Regions from separate parts of the Mus musculus genome. Here regions 1, 2 and 3 are each linked to region 4. A link is a contact called in public promoter capture Hi-C data. All regions are on one chromosome and are shown on one strand. The core of a region is the stretch at or near the end of the contact, and the rest is flanking DNA. Distances in the headings are between cores, read along the strand shown. Region 1 overlaps Camk1d (calcium/calmodulin-dependent protein kinase ID). Region 2 overlaps Celf2 (CUGBP, Elav-like family member 2). Region 3 overlaps Ccdc3 (coiled-coil domain containing 3). Region 4 holds the start of Upf2 (UPF2 regulator of nonsense transcripts homolog (yeast)).

Evidence for each region. Promoter capture Hi-C pulls out the DNA fragments that hold promoters and counts their contacts.
Region 1: a contact with region 4 is called in a promoter capture Hi-C map of 3T3-L1-derived adipocytes, with 4 times the contacts expected there. The contact joins the enhancer-like site here to the promoter of Upf2 in region 4. A contact is called at or near these places in 7 of 39 promoter capture datasets (the 3T3-L1 cell line, 3T3-L1-derived adipocytes, embryonic stem cells and 3 more) and 1 of 9 other capture datasets (adipose tissue).
Region 2: a contact with region 4 is called in a promoter capture Hi-C map of pre-B cells, with 2.7 times the contacts expected there. The contact joins the enhancer-like site here to the promoter of Upf2 in region 4. A contact is called at or near these places in 2 of 39 promoter capture datasets (the C10 cell line and pre-B cells) and 1 of 484 Hi-C or Micro-C datasets (CD4 T cells).
Region 3: a promoter capture Hi-C map of embryonic stem cells shows a contact between it and region 4, with 3 times the contacts expected there. The contact joins the enhancer-like site here to the promoter of Upf2 in region 4. A contact is called at or near these places in 3 of 39 promoter capture datasets (3T3-L1-derived adipocytes, cranial neural crest and embryonic stem cells) and 2 of 115 datasets of contacts at active chromatin or transcription factors (embryonic stem cells and large pre-B cells).

The regions. Positions count from the first base shown.
Region 1 is chr2:5,292,948-5,296,395 of GRCm38.p6, reverse strand. Camk1d (calcium/calmodulin-dependent protein kinase ID) reads left to right here. Exons shown (of 11, transcript NM_177343.4): 11 at 1-2,939. Among named protein-coding and RNA genes, the nearest start is that of Gm36906, 20 kb to the left of the region's middle. Within about 2 kb of position 1,800, at least 12 of the 459 cell types and tissues checked have an H3K27ac peak or open chromatin away from gene starts, as enhancers often do. A contact at or near this core is called in 3T3-L1-derived adipocytes and adipose tissue, where this site is marked.
Region 2 is chr2:6,705,440-6,708,834 of GRCm38.p6, reverse strand. All of the region lies in intron 2 of Celf2 (CUGBP, Elav-like family member 2), which reads left to right. Among named protein-coding and RNA genes, the nearest start is that of Celf2, 180 kb to the left of the region's middle. Within about 2 kb of position 1,339, at least 128 of the 459 cell types and tissues checked have an H3K27ac peak or open chromatin away from gene starts, as enhancers often do. A contact at or near this core is called in pre-B cells, where this site is marked.
Region 3 is chr2:5,161,629-5,164,971 of GRCm38.p6, reverse strand. All of the region lies in intron 2 of Ccdc3 (coiled-coil domain containing 3), which reads right to left. Among named protein-coding and RNA genes, the nearest start is that of Ccdc3, 26 kb to the right of the region's middle. Within about 2 kb of position 2,056, at least 16 of the 459 cell types and tissues checked have an H3K27ac peak or open chromatin away from gene starts, as enhancers often do. A contact at or near this core is called in embryonic stem cells, where this site is marked.
Region 4 is chr2:5,949,182-5,952,819 of GRCm38.p6, reverse strand. It overlaps Upf2 (UPF2 regulator of nonsense transcripts homolog (yeast)), which reads right to left and starts at 1,351. Exons shown (of 22, transcript NM_001081132.1): 1 at 1,267-1,351.

The DNA of each region.
Region 1 (3,448 bases), core at 551-3,050, 660 kb after region 4:
GGGATCCCTAGAGTTTGGAGCTTCATGTTGGGGTTAGGAAGTGACAGAGGCAGTGGGAGGCTAGAGGGGCAGGGAATGCCACAGAATCCCTGAGGGCATGGAGACTAGAGTGACTGAGATAACAATCCCAGTGTTGTAGGTAGCCTTTGTAACAAGCCCCAGCAAGGTTTTACCCCTTCCCACTGCCTCTAACCCAAAAGAGGCTCTGACGCCAAAAGATCAGCTGACATTCATATTTCTGTGTGAAAGAAAAGGACTATGGAGAAGGTATTTCGACAAACCAGAAGGTATGGATTCCTGCCCTCCACCTTGATTCTGGGTCACTTCTCAACACTACCTTGAGTCTCCAGCCGTACCACTTTGATTGTGACAGATATCAATGAAGATTCCTCCTTTTAAAAAAAAAAAATAGCCACCTCCACTTGCACACCAACTGGTAGTCTAGAGACACTACCTCTCTTTAGGTATCCCTAAGTGTGGTATCTGGAAACACAGGAGTTGGCTCAGTGAATCCCAGACTCTATTTACCTATTTATGCTTTTTGTTTCTATACTTCAGTACTGGATAGCTTGTCGATGGCAGAGAGAATTGGCCTTTACACCACAGGCCAAGTACAACATGGACACAGGAGATGAAACCAATTGGTCCTCTCAAGAGTTTTGACCCCCCTCCTATAGGATGCAAAACTTGATATGGTCAGAGTTCCTGGGTTTGATGATTTTTAGCATGTTTAAACATGTCTAAAGAACAGGACCCTGCCTCAAAAAACAAAAAAACAAAACAAAATAAAAAAGAGCAGGAAAAGCCCACCCAGTGGAAATGACTATGGATTTTAGAGCTTTAGGCTACTCAGAACTGTGACCAAAGCTGACTTTTCACACTGAGGAGACCAAACAGGTGCCAACACTCCAGGCTGCAGGCAGGAAGCTTAGGGGCAGAACCTCTCTGCCTTGAAGGGTTTGTGAAAATGCTGTGCTGGGTTTTTCTGGGCCATGAGGAATGAAAGTGAAGATAGGTGAAGGACAGCCCCTTCCATGTCTTATAACCAGAAATCACTTTCCCCAGGGTTGCATAACCACTTACTTCCAGCAAGTGAGATGTGGGGCCCCCCTTGCATGTCCTCCAAAACCAGTGCCCATCCCTTCTCACACTCTGACAACTTCCCTTTCCCTTAACCACATTCCAGACCAAACACTGTTCAGTTTGTTTCCAAAATTAAAAACCAATGTATATATCTGTATGTACTCCACTGCTCTGTAGGGGGTTTCCTGGTCCTAGGGTGGGGCTGCAGGCAGAAAAGGTATTCCAATCCTTTGGTTTTCAGAATTGAACGTTTTGAAGTGATTTGCTTGGTTGGTTGGGGTTTTTTTAATTTTGTTTTTCAAGCTAAGCTGGGAAAGTAGATTTTGAAAGGCAAACTTCCTTCCTGGAAACTCCACAAACATTTCTGTGCGGAAGAGTTAGTTTGAAATCTTCAACTCTGGGAGGTAGGCAAGTCTAAAAGACAAGGAAGAAGAGGAAAAGCCACATCCCATCTACCAGGTCCCTTCTTGGTGGTCTCAATGCATGAACGTCTGTCTGCAGCTCTGGTGTGTGCACAGGAACCTAGCCCCACTGTGAAGACAGCCCTGCATGCTGGCCACAGCCTGGCCTGCCTTCTCCCAGCAGAATCTTCATAATCATCAGGGAGGCCTTCGCCCTGCGCAGACTTCCCTGTGAACTCCAGTGGGAGCAGCTCAGCTTGTGGCTTTATGGGTTCTACTTCTGCAAACCCAAAGGCTGTGCATTTGGAAGCCAAATATTCAGTTCAGCATGTGGCTGCCAAGTCTGGTTTTGTGGACAAAGCAAACTGTGCAATGGCTTCTCTGTGTCTGTATTTTTCTAAGCCAAAGGGACGAACTATTGCATTGACATCCTGCCCCCTGTACTAAAGCTGCTTCCGCAGTCTCCATGACCATTCTTAACCTTTTTTGTCTCTGGGGGGATTTGTCATATAATTACTATGTCCTCTGATGTTTTACCAAACTGTGTTGCTTATAGGTGATTTTATTTTCCTTATGGATGGGAAAAACAGAAAATGAGAGACATCTTTGAGGCTTTAGTCAAAGACATCACTCAAAAGTTCCAAACACTAGTTAACTTGTTTCTCAATAGGAAAAAAATCTTAGTTTGGATAGACAATGATTCTGAGGCCCTCCTGAATAACCCTGCACTTTAGAAGACAACACCCTGGGGCAGAGCTGGCAGTGAGGCTACAAAAGAGGGGGTGGTGGTGAGGAAGGGACTAGAACATCATCTCGGATGTTTGTCCCACACTACAGGAGCTGCAGCTCTTCTTGACAGGCACTTGGCCATTTCAGGGCAACGTAAGGCTCTGTCCAGTGTTACAGCAGCAGGGCTGCATGTTTCAGAGAACATTTATCTTAGCCCACATTTGGGTGAGAAGACACCAAAGGTATATTCTGCCCAGAATATTGGAATAATGTCTAAATTGGCTTCTGTAGCTATTTATACATGATATAATTTGTCTCCATTCAGCTCTCTCCCAATGATGGGCATGTTTTCCCAACAGTTTCCATCAAGTCCAGGATTGGCCCACTCATTATTACCAGGCTTGCGATTGGTTTGGTTTTGGTTTTTGGTTTTTTGGGTTTTTTTTAAATTATTATTAAAAACATGCTTATCCAAAAAATAAAAAAATAAAGTAAAAAAAAAAAAAGTAAAAGAAGGGAAACTGTGCATTTATCCCATGCATGTAGTAAACTCTGCAAGAAGTTTAACCCCCATAAGTTTGCGGCACTGCAAAATTGTTCATGGGTCTATGTAGCAAATGATTCTCTGCCTTGACAATCATGTATACATATCGATTTCTATCATAATGATAATGAGATTGGTGACTTCTTGTTTTCCTCCAATAAAGAGAATTAATCACCTTTGGATGTGGGTTGTCTGTTTCCTATCATGAGTAGGATATTGCATTTGAACATCTCTCTCTCTCTCTCTCTCTCTCTCTCTCTCTCTCTCTCTCTCTCTCTCTCTCTCTCTCTCTCTCTCTTTCTCTCTCTTTCTCTCTGTCTCATCACACACAAACACATTTGGAGTTATTTATTTGTTGATTGATTGATTGGTAGTGGTGTGGATGGAGCGTAGGGTCTTGCACGCGTTAAGCAACCCCTGTATATCTGAGCTATGTCTCCAGGTCTTGATGTTTAAGGGAAAGTCTGGGTTGAGAGGTGAGATGATTACCTAGATGTTTCCCATCACCTGCCCATTAAGCAATTGGAAGGAAGTGATCATGAGCTGGAAGGATGGGTTGCCAGGTCCAATGCTAGCTAGACAAGAAAGCTCTGCTCTTTTTCTTGTTGCTGCAGAAGCTGGCTGGAGAGGTGCCCAGAAACTTAGAACATATCAATTATGTGATCGTAAAATCTTTGGTAGAAAATTCGAA
Region 2 (3,395 bases), core at 90-2,589, 760 kb before region 4:
ACACCACTGCTGCCCTCCAGGCACATTGTCCTTCTCCCTGCTCCTAATAGAGACAGGGAGCATCCAGCTTCAGTGTTGACACTGAGCAACATGCTTCAGTGGGACAAAACAAAACTGGACTTTGGGGGGTTTGTTTATTTGTATATATTTTAAAGTCTTTTGTAAAATACTCAATAAGGAATTACATTTTATAGTGAAGGGCCATTTTGTCCTTTCTCTTTCCGACTCCTTAAGTAACTTGTTCACTTTGGTGATGATACTGATTAACCCAGGACAGGATAAGGAGATCTTTTAGCTCCTGCTGTTTCCAAAACATTTCCCCCATACTGTAATGAAAGGGGAGGAGAGGTTTGTGGGCAGTTACAATCTCCATCGATCCTGAGGGAAGCTGATGTGTTTTAACAGTGGCCTTAGAGGGCAACCATGTGTAGCTCAATTCACACAGCCTGATTAAAACAAGTAATAAACAAACAAACAGCAGCACAGGGTTCCTGGGAGAAGGTAAACTTTGACTGGGAGCTCTTGCCACATTACCTGCTGCGTGCCCTCTGTCCTACTGCAGTGTCACTTGGTCTTTTACTAAGCAACCCAGTTAGGCAGAGAAAAGTAAGTGCCATTTCCAGGCCCAGTCCCCACTCCTCGCCAACCAGGCTGCTGAGTGTGTTACTCTCTTTGTGAAGTGGACATCTGTCAAACGGGAGCTCAACTGTGACTAGCAGTTCATTTTACACAGGCCATCATACAGCTGCCAGATGGTGACAGGCCTTAGCTGTTTTGTGAGTCCAGTGTGAGTTGTTCAACTCGAGAAGTGGAAAACACAGTCTTTCCACAAGCCTATGACTCTTCAGAGAAAATGCTTCTGGAAGCCAAGACTTTGCTCTAATCTGAGTGAAGGTAGAAAAAGACTTAAGAAAGGGTAATGAGTAAATATACCACATTTAAAAATTGCTTCTTTTAGGTTTTAGTCTTTATCTAATTGTGCTTTAATCTGTGTTTGGAAGCACTGCTTTTAAGCCAGACATGCCAGACTTTAGAGTTAAGTCCCAAGGCCAATAAGTTTGAGATCATTTAAGAAACAAAAGGGGAGTGCCATGGCAGAACCTAGTTGTCTAACCAAGCTCAGTGCCATGGCAGAATGTGGTTGTCTAACCAAGCTCATCACTAGTGTGTGGACCTGCCACACATCCTCAGGACTGGGATGCTTGGGAGATAAGGAAGAGATACTGGCTCTGGCTTCCTTCACCATGCATCAGCCAAGGAGCTGCATGAGAGTGAATAGAACTGTGGTGAGCTGCCCTAGCAACAGTCCTGTGCTACCGACTCTCCATCACATGTCTGCAATGAAAACACTGTGCTTTGAGAGGACTTTAAAGTCAGGAAACCGTTAAACCACACTGCATCCTCCTTTGCCCTCAACCACTCCCCCTCCCCCCCTCAGGAAAATGGACCCTCTTTTATAGAACAGGAACCTGAAACAAAGATTAAGTGGTATGTTTGAACAGAGTTTATAATCCCAGGAAAATTGCTGATCTAGTCTTAAAATCTAACACATCTTTCAGAGTAATTTTTAATGTTCTTGCTTCTTTTACCTAAACCATGTGTGTTTCTTGTGACCTTGATTTAACCTTAATAGTGTATATGAAGTTCAAAAGGCAGCTTAGCCTCCATCTTTTTTGTTCCTGGCATTTTTTTTTTCAAATAAAAAGAGTCATATAATATTATACTGTTAAAAATCAAAGCTCGATGAACACTTTGAAAATCTTTTTGAGTTTTTAAGACTTATTTTCATAAATCTTCATACATTTCTTGTTAGAAGAATGTCTTTTGTATTCCAAAAACTCCTATGCCTCGATCAGTGTCTAGAATGAGAGAGACATTCAAAATTCTCCGAAGACTGACTGAATGAAATGAGCTCTACTTTGTGGCTTAGCACTAGCTTACCCGTTTTTAGTTATTCTCACCAAGCAGGCACAAGCTTCTGTACATCTGTGCGCTTACACTGCCATCCCTATGTGATAGACAGTGTGAGGTAGCCTGGAAATACAAGGACAGCGTGGTCTAGGTCCACAGCGTTTTAATACTCTTTTAGAAATTGGAGTAGAGTGTACCATTTTATAGTTGAATTTGTGTTTGTCTGTGCTTGCACATGCATGTATGTATTATAGAAAGGGGAATTGTAACATTCTTTTTTAAAGCTGTGACCAAAGAAATGATATTAACAATAGTAATGTACAAATCAAACAAAAGAATATCAGTACTGTTCTGTGTTCATTTTCGATGTGTGCATTACCTTGCCAGATACACACTAAAAACCAGACTTCTAATAGTAGAACTTACTAGGTTTCAGGGAAGGCTGCACCTAACCTCTACTCAGCACAGCTAAAAAGGAAGTTTTCACTTGGGCTGGCAAGATGACTCGTTGGTTAAGTGTGCTTGTTGGACAAGGCTGATGATTTGAGTTTGATCCCCAGGACCCACATGAAAGGGGTCGGTAAGGACAGACGTCACCAAGTTGTCCACACACACCTTTTTTTTAAAAAAGATGTTTGCTCTACCCACAATCCTGCTGTGATGTCTGTTAGCACTCCAAAATGTACAGAACTGAGGCGCTTCTTATGTGTGGTTCTATTTATTGACGCATTTATAACCCTCAGTTACTTGGGACCAGAAGGAGCAGACCGACAGTGCGTTTTATAAATTGCTGAACTGACACTTTTGGTACTGGGGCATATGCGCTTTACTAGCTTCAGTACATCTCTGTGCCAGGTTTAATTTCTGTTTCCCCTTCGCCTACCAGATAGAACACTAACTTTACATAAAAGGTATGGACTTGAATGATGGTATAACTGAAAAAGTTACTGGTCATGATTGAGAACAGGGTGTGTGAAGTAAGATCGTAACTGCCCTCAGTCTCTGACCTCCAACCCCTCCATGATCTAGAATAAGCTGCTTGATTTCTCCTGCCTTAGCTTCCTAATCAACAAAGCCGCACGGGGTTGTTACACAGTTAAGTAAAGGAGATCCTAATTTAGAGCACTCGTGGATGCCTTATGTCCAAGAAGCTGTTTCTTCAGCTGAGGAAGCGGAAGTACAAGTTAGATGAGAACAGCCTTTGTTCAAAGCAGTTTGGCCTTTCAGTAAAAGCAGTCCTCAGTGTCATGGCAGTAATTACAGCATGGATACTTAAAGACTGCTTATGTGCCTGGATAGTGCCAAGGGCCTACTCTCCACTCTTATTACATATTCTCACAGAAATATCTAGGGCACGTTGTGCCTCCCTCGATACCTCGTGTGTTCTGTATTATGCTGCAGTTGTGTGTGCACTTTTATTGAACTTTCAGTTTCTTGCTTTCAGAGGCCATTTTATCTATTTGTCTTTTATATTCATTTGTTGC
Region 3 (3,343 bases), core at 807-3,306, 790 kb after region 4:
TTTTGTCTCTCTGTAGGTTGTGGTTACTGGCCTATCTCTATCTATCTCTTGTACCTGTCTGATCCGTCTGTCCCTACTACCCATGTCTTGTGCTGGGCGTCTGTTCTGTCCTGTGTGTGTGTGTGTGTGTGTGTGTGTGTGTGTGTGTGTGTGTGTGTGTGTACACACATGCATGCACGCACACGCGTGCACCTGTACCTAGTAAAAGTATTTACTCTGTTTTTCATGAACAACGGAGAAAACTTAGGATGGGAAAGAAGTAAGGAGTTCTTTCAGAAATCTTCAAGAGTTTTATGAGGAAAGAAGTTACTTTGCGCACCTAGAACAGCAAACAAAACCACATCCCATCAACCTGCATCCACATGCTGCATCCCCCATGTATGGGATCTTTGCTGACCTGTCGACAGTTCTCAGTAAATACTACAACACACACATACACTGTTCTGGGTAAGGGCAAGAAAGAGTACATAACTTCTGATTTAAGCTATGCACTTAACGTAGGTTGTAAAAGCTAACCACATGAGAAATCCCCTGCACAGTAAGTTCGATACACTGTTTTCTTAAAGGCGGGTTAGATTTAAACTTGAGAAGTTCAGTCTTAAGTGACCTCAAGGAATATTATTAACTTAGTTGCAAAGCTGGAAAAAGTTGAGGCTCTTTGGAAACTCTTACTACAGCCAAGAACTCCCTGTGGCCTCTTCTTTCGTCTGTCTCTCTCTCTCTCTCTCTCTCTCTCTCTCTCTCTCTCTCTCTCTCTCCCTCTCCCTCTCCCTCTCCCTCTCCCTCTCCCTCTCCCTCTCCCTCTCCCTCTCTCCCTCTCCCTCTCCCTCTCTCTCTCTCTCTCTCTCTCTCTCTCTCTCTCTCTCTGTGTGTGTGTGTGTGTGTGTGTGTGTGTGTGTGTGTGTGTGTCCCTCTAGGCAGTCCCTTTCCTAAGTTTAAATTAGGGTTATGGGCTTAGATCATCCCTTCTCCTCAAGCCCCTGATCCAAGCGAAGGCCAGTCTTTCCAGTAAACACCCTCCCCTCCGGGGTTTTCTCAACCTCTTTCCATCTCAGAAGAGTTAAGGAAGGTGCCCTTACCATGCATGGCACCCCATGCATCACCCTCCCCAAAAGAAAGGGGAGGCCCACACCCTAGTCTCCCATGAAAACAAACCCAAGTTTCATCTCCAGGTTCCCACCCCCCTGCCCTCACCAGCCCAGACTCTGCCTGGGCAGGTATATTCTGGAGTGCTAGGCAGCCCTACCTCTACCTGGCAGACATTAAATTAGCCTTATGCGATTCAGAAGTCTAGGAAAGGGGATTTTCAAAAGTGGAAAGAAATCCACCAGCCCAGTCCAGCCCGCTGATTTTCCAACTAGAGGAGAGGAAAATGGATCAACAAGAAGACAATCTTCCTACGGTCTCAGAACTTGCAAACTCCCCCTCCCACAGATGGGCAAAGCTTGCAGAACTGACTCTCACTAGCCTAGTGTCTGCTAGCCAGAAATCAAGTGGACAAAGTCCCGCCAGCCGTTTTTCTCATCTTACCAGCGCTTCTCACATATTACCACAGAAGCTTGCCACAGGAACATATACGGTATGCAGTTAACTAGTCGTTCTTACCAGAAGGGCTCAATGCATCCCGCTTTACCATCCCTCTCAGCTACGTTACCAAGAACAAGTTAGCCCACTCCCAATCTATAGGAGTGAGGTCTAGCTTCAATGGGTTGGAGCTAGCCAGGCTAAGAACCAGGTCACAGCTCAGGCCCCAAAGGTGTCTTCCACCGTGCATCACACTCTCTTCAGAACAGGAATGGCTAACCCCAGCATAGTTAGTTACATTTGTGTGTTTTGCCTCTGACTTCTGTGAGTCCTTGTATCAGAACCAGCTACATGGACAATGTCAGTTTGTCCTGCTAGCAGCTGGAGCACAGAACAACAGCCCAGATAAAGCCAGGAAGCGACCTCCGAGCCTCAGGGAATCTGGCTTCTGCAGTGCTGGCCTTGGAGCAGCCGGACAGGGAGTGGGTGGGGGTAGCAGCAGACACAGGCAAAGCCTGCCTGTGGGCAGATAACCATAAGAACAGCTCGGCAGGATTCAGTATTCACTCACACATTCACAGAGCATTTACTGAGCACATGGGAAACAAGCCACAGGGGTCAGGCCTGGCAAGATGGCTCTGCAGGTAAAGGACCTGACTTTGATTCAGAACCCACACGGTGGGAGAAAAAAACTGAGTCATACAAATTGTCCTAATTTCCAGATACATGCTGTGGCTTGCACATGTGCACATGCATGTACACACACACACACACACACACACACACACACACACACACACACTAAATATAATAAAATCTTTTACAAAGAGCACTGGAGTCAGAGGAGGGAGTGGGCTAGCAAAGGAGGTGCTGATATGGGGAATGGGATGGTCCAGAATTCTAAGACACACTCTGCCCTAAGAGGAGACTTATCAAACCAAAACTCCACAGTCACAAGGGCCAACATCTTGTGGGGTGTGCTCTCTTCATCTGGTCCCTGGGCTGCTTTCATCCATAGCATCACCACACAAACAGATAAAAACAGACACATGGGCCGTACATAGTGCTGTCTGTATACAAATAATTCAACCCTTGCTGAAAAGAAGACCAGAGAAGAGGGGATGAATCCTGAACCAGTGGAAGACAGAAGATGCTTGGAGTAGACGGACTGTTCTGAAAGACACACTAATGGCAGATACAAGCTATTCTGTATTTGCCCACACACAAATGTAACACCAAACATGGACCCTAATGAAAGCCATGGGGCCCGTGTGATAACAGTATCTATAACTGTAGGCTGACAGATCCTTAAAGCCATGTCCCACCCTGCTGGGGGTGTTGACAGTCAGGGAGGCTGCACATATGTGAAGGCAGCAGGTATGTGGGAGTTTCCTGCATCTCTATCCCACTTGCTGTGCTATAAGAAACAAAATCTATTTTTTTCTAGTTTGGTATATGTGTGTGTGTATAGGTGTGCTTACAAGTGTACACAGGTGTGTGCAGACAGTAGGGATCAATGTCTGATCTAATCCCTAGTTGTTCTTCAGTTTTGCTTTATTAGAGAGAGTCTCTCTCTCTCTCTCTCTCTCTCTCTCTCTCTCTCTCTCTCTCTCTCTCTCTCTCTCTCAACCTGAAACTCACTGGTTTGTCTAATTTGGCTGGCCAGTGAAGTTCAGGGATCCTCCTGTCTCCCCCTCCTTCCACAGTCAGTACTTTCCTAAGCTCCTGACTAAACCAACTCCCTGGTGCCAAATCTAATTTTTCCTTTTTTTTCCTTCCCCCAAGACAATGCCTCACATAGCCCAGGCTGGCCTCCAAT
Region 4 (3,638 bases), core at 102-2,601:
TACATTCTAAACTTCCAAAAGAAAGTAAAAACTGTTTTACTAGTAAGACAGACTCTAATGCAGTGTCCTGGAGAGAGGACAGAGAACGGAGGTGTCCCCTAATACAGCTATAAGTTTGCTAAGTACCATATGGTCTATGTATGAAATCACAATCAGACTGCTCTGAAAACACTACAGAGTAAGAGAATGCTGGTTTACCTTTCAAGTCTGTGTTTTGAACTCAAAATGTTCTAAAGGTAGAACAGCACAGAGATATCTTCCGGTTTCTGAGTTTATTCTTTTACAAAATCCTTATATATGTACGAGACTTATTCAAATTTTTTCAGAGATTTCACCACAGCTCAAAAGTGGCTTTCCTGACGATCTGTACGACTTTTATGAACCCCTAAAAACTATGACAAATGAGAAGGGTCAGTAACAGTCTTATTTTCATCTAATGTGTCAATCGGTACATTTAAGGTTTTCTAAGAGCAAGGCTATTCGCTTCCATGCGTACCCCCAAACCTGTAAGCAGCCTCTGCTAGGCTTCTCTTTAGTTCAACAGTACTTGCTTGTAAGGGAAGTAATGAAAGCCTTGAGTTCGAGTCGAACAGTCAACCATCCTACCTGATTAAAAGGAAGTAAACCCGAACAGCCCCGTTGCCCCCCATCCGCAGGTCCGCTCCAAGCCTCTTCCCCTGCACACGCATCACCCACAAATCTCCCACAAACCCCCGCTGGGTCTCAGGGTCCCACCATTGACACACTTCCCGTCCACAACTCCTATTCCGTGGGGACATCTAAGCCCCAAGCCTAACTTCTCATCCCACACTCCCTCAGACTGCAGCCTCTCCAGCTCGACTGCCTACTCCACATCTTCCCCGCTCCCTCGTCCACGCTTCCCTCCGGACCGCCGAGCTCGCCCCAAGCCTCTCCTCGCACTCTTCCACGCCCCCGAACACCTTCCCCCTCCACGGCAGGCTCCTCCGCCTCCAGCCCCGACGCTGGGCCCAGGCATGCGGGGCAGACACCTCTTCTATCGCCCCTCACGCCGGCCTCGGCCGGGCCGAGACATCCCCCCCACATTGACCGGAGCCTCCGGGAGAGGGGTCTGAGGAGGACGACGTCCGATCCGCTCGTCCCTCCACTGCTCGCCGCCCCCGGAGAGCTGGAGTGCGGAGTCGCCTCTCGGGTCCCTCGGGGAGCAGGAGTCCGGACCGGTAGCCCTCCGCACCAGCTCGTCCCTATCGTCGGAGTGGAGGGGGAAGGAGGATCCCCGGAACTCACCTAGTGCCTGTTGTCAACATTAGCCCCGGGTTTCCCAGCACCAACTCCAGCGCTCGGGCTCCCCTCCCCTCCCCCCGCCGCTCTCGCAGACGAGGGCCCGCCTTCCCTCCGCTCCCCTCCTCCCTCCGCCCGTCGGCCCGCCCGCCCGCCACTCACCAACGCGGCCGGGCTGCTAGGGGGGCGGGGCGGAGCGCAGAGGGAAAAGGAAAAGGCTGCCCGCACGACTGCCTAGTCCAAATGGACCTTCGTCTCCGGTCCCTCGCTATGTGTTCAATCCCTCGTCTGGGTTAAGAAGTGATCAATCTATACCTAATCTCGAGGATGTGCTTCTCCTTCAGATATTCGTTGAAATTCTCCTATCTGTAAATTTTTATGTACAGGCAATGAATAGGACAACCGCTTCCAGCACCTCCAATCAGGGCCCCAGCAGAGGGGAGGAGTGTTCCAAGGACCGGAGGCGGGAAGTGGATTGGTCGTCAGGAAAGGGAAAGCGCCTGAATTGGAGATGCGCAGGCGCAAGCGATTCACGGCTGGGGGCGGGGGTGGGGGGAGCGAGAATGAGACGGGGCGGAACTCTAAGGAGGCATAGAAGAGTGGTGGGATAGTAGAATTACGGGGCGCTGTCGAGGTCAAGGTTGGTAACTTAGTTCTCCGAAGGTTGCCTGATGCGAACGTGAGGAACGGGTTCAAGAAGGCAAACTTTGATTGGACTAATACCGAAAGGTTGAAGGTTTAAAAAATCGAAAAGCTAAAGAACATGGCTGTTGAGGAAGGTAGAGGTAGAGTAGACTGGTGGGGGAATTTCCAGAACCGGTTTAAGGTGTTGGACATGAAAAACAGCTAAAATAGAGAGCAATCAAGGCTTTTCCCATTTGGAAAATATAGAAAGCCCTCTATTGTAAGTATTATAACTTTCACAGTGGAATGAAATCGCCCCGTTTTTAAAGGGATGGGGTTACGAACTTGAACCAAATTGACTGTGAAGTGCATTATCAGCTGCTCAACCTGTTTTCCCAAGTGGATATAATGTGCTTCTGACCTCCGATTCGTGTTCAGATTGTGGTCTGCTTAGATGTACATATGGTTCTGCTCTGGTTGGCCCATAGCCAAAGGAACAAAGGTGCAAAACAAGTCTGGATTCATCAGTGTTCAAGCCCGTACAATGATCTGCTACCAACCTTAGTGCTTGAGATGTCTTTGCCCCCTTTTTATTCAGCCTTTGCCCATTTGCTTTCTCCCTGCCCACTTCATTATTAGCAAGTAAATTCTCTTTCAAATTGTGCACCTCCTGGGTTAATTTTTTCTTGTTCAAAACAACCAATAGGTCAATCACGTAAAGGGCACCGAAGGAGGGAGAGGTGAATGCTGCCACTCTATGCCATTGATAAGTAATTATGAGAAGCTTTTTGTTTTTTGTTTTTCGAGACAGAGTTTCTCTGTGTAGCCCTGGCTATCCTGGAACTCACTTTGTAGACCAGGCTGGCCTCAAACTCAGAAATCCGCCTGCCTCTGCCTCCGGAGTACTGGGATTAAAGGCGTGCGCCACCACGCCCGGCTTTTTTTATTTTTTAATATTTATTTATTATTATACCTAAGTACACTGTAGCTGTCTTCAGATGCACCAGAAGAGGGTGTCAGATCTCATTACGGATGGTTGTGAGCCACCATGTGGTTGCTGGGATTTGAACTCAGGACCTCTGGAAGAGCAGTCAGTGCTCTTAACCACTGAGCCATCTCTACAGCCCGAGAAGCTTTTTCTATAACACACAACTGAGGACCACTTCCAAGTCGCAGGTCTCCTTTTCTTATTTTGTCTGTCTTACCCTGCTCCAGATCTGGTGGTGTGGTGGTTCACATCTGTAATTCAGCACAAGAGGATTGCTACAAATTAGAGGCCATCCTAGCACACAGCAAAATCCTATCTCAGAACAAGAAAGTATTTATTTCCTGGATCTAGAATGTAGTTTACAGCATTGCCTTATCTTGCATGAAGCCCTGGGCTCTAACTCAGGACCCCACTTAAAAACTGAGAAAAACTGGGGGCTGGAGAGACGGCCCAAGAGTTAAAATTACCTGCTGCTGTTGCAGATAGCTGGGTTCAGTTCCTAGCACCCACATGGTAGCTCACAACCAACCAACTGTATAACTCTAGACCCAGGCGCTCTGGTACCCTCTACTGGTGTCTGCAGTGCACATGTATACATACACACACCCACACAGTTTTCTTTTAACTTTTAAAAAAGGAAGAAAAAAGAGATCTATCCCTGTATTGATGAACAAGTTCTCATCCTAAACAAGTCAACCCCTGTCTAAGAACACCCCAGGTGTTCTTAGGAACTCTTGTCATCACAGGGAACAAACAAGAGGAGGCG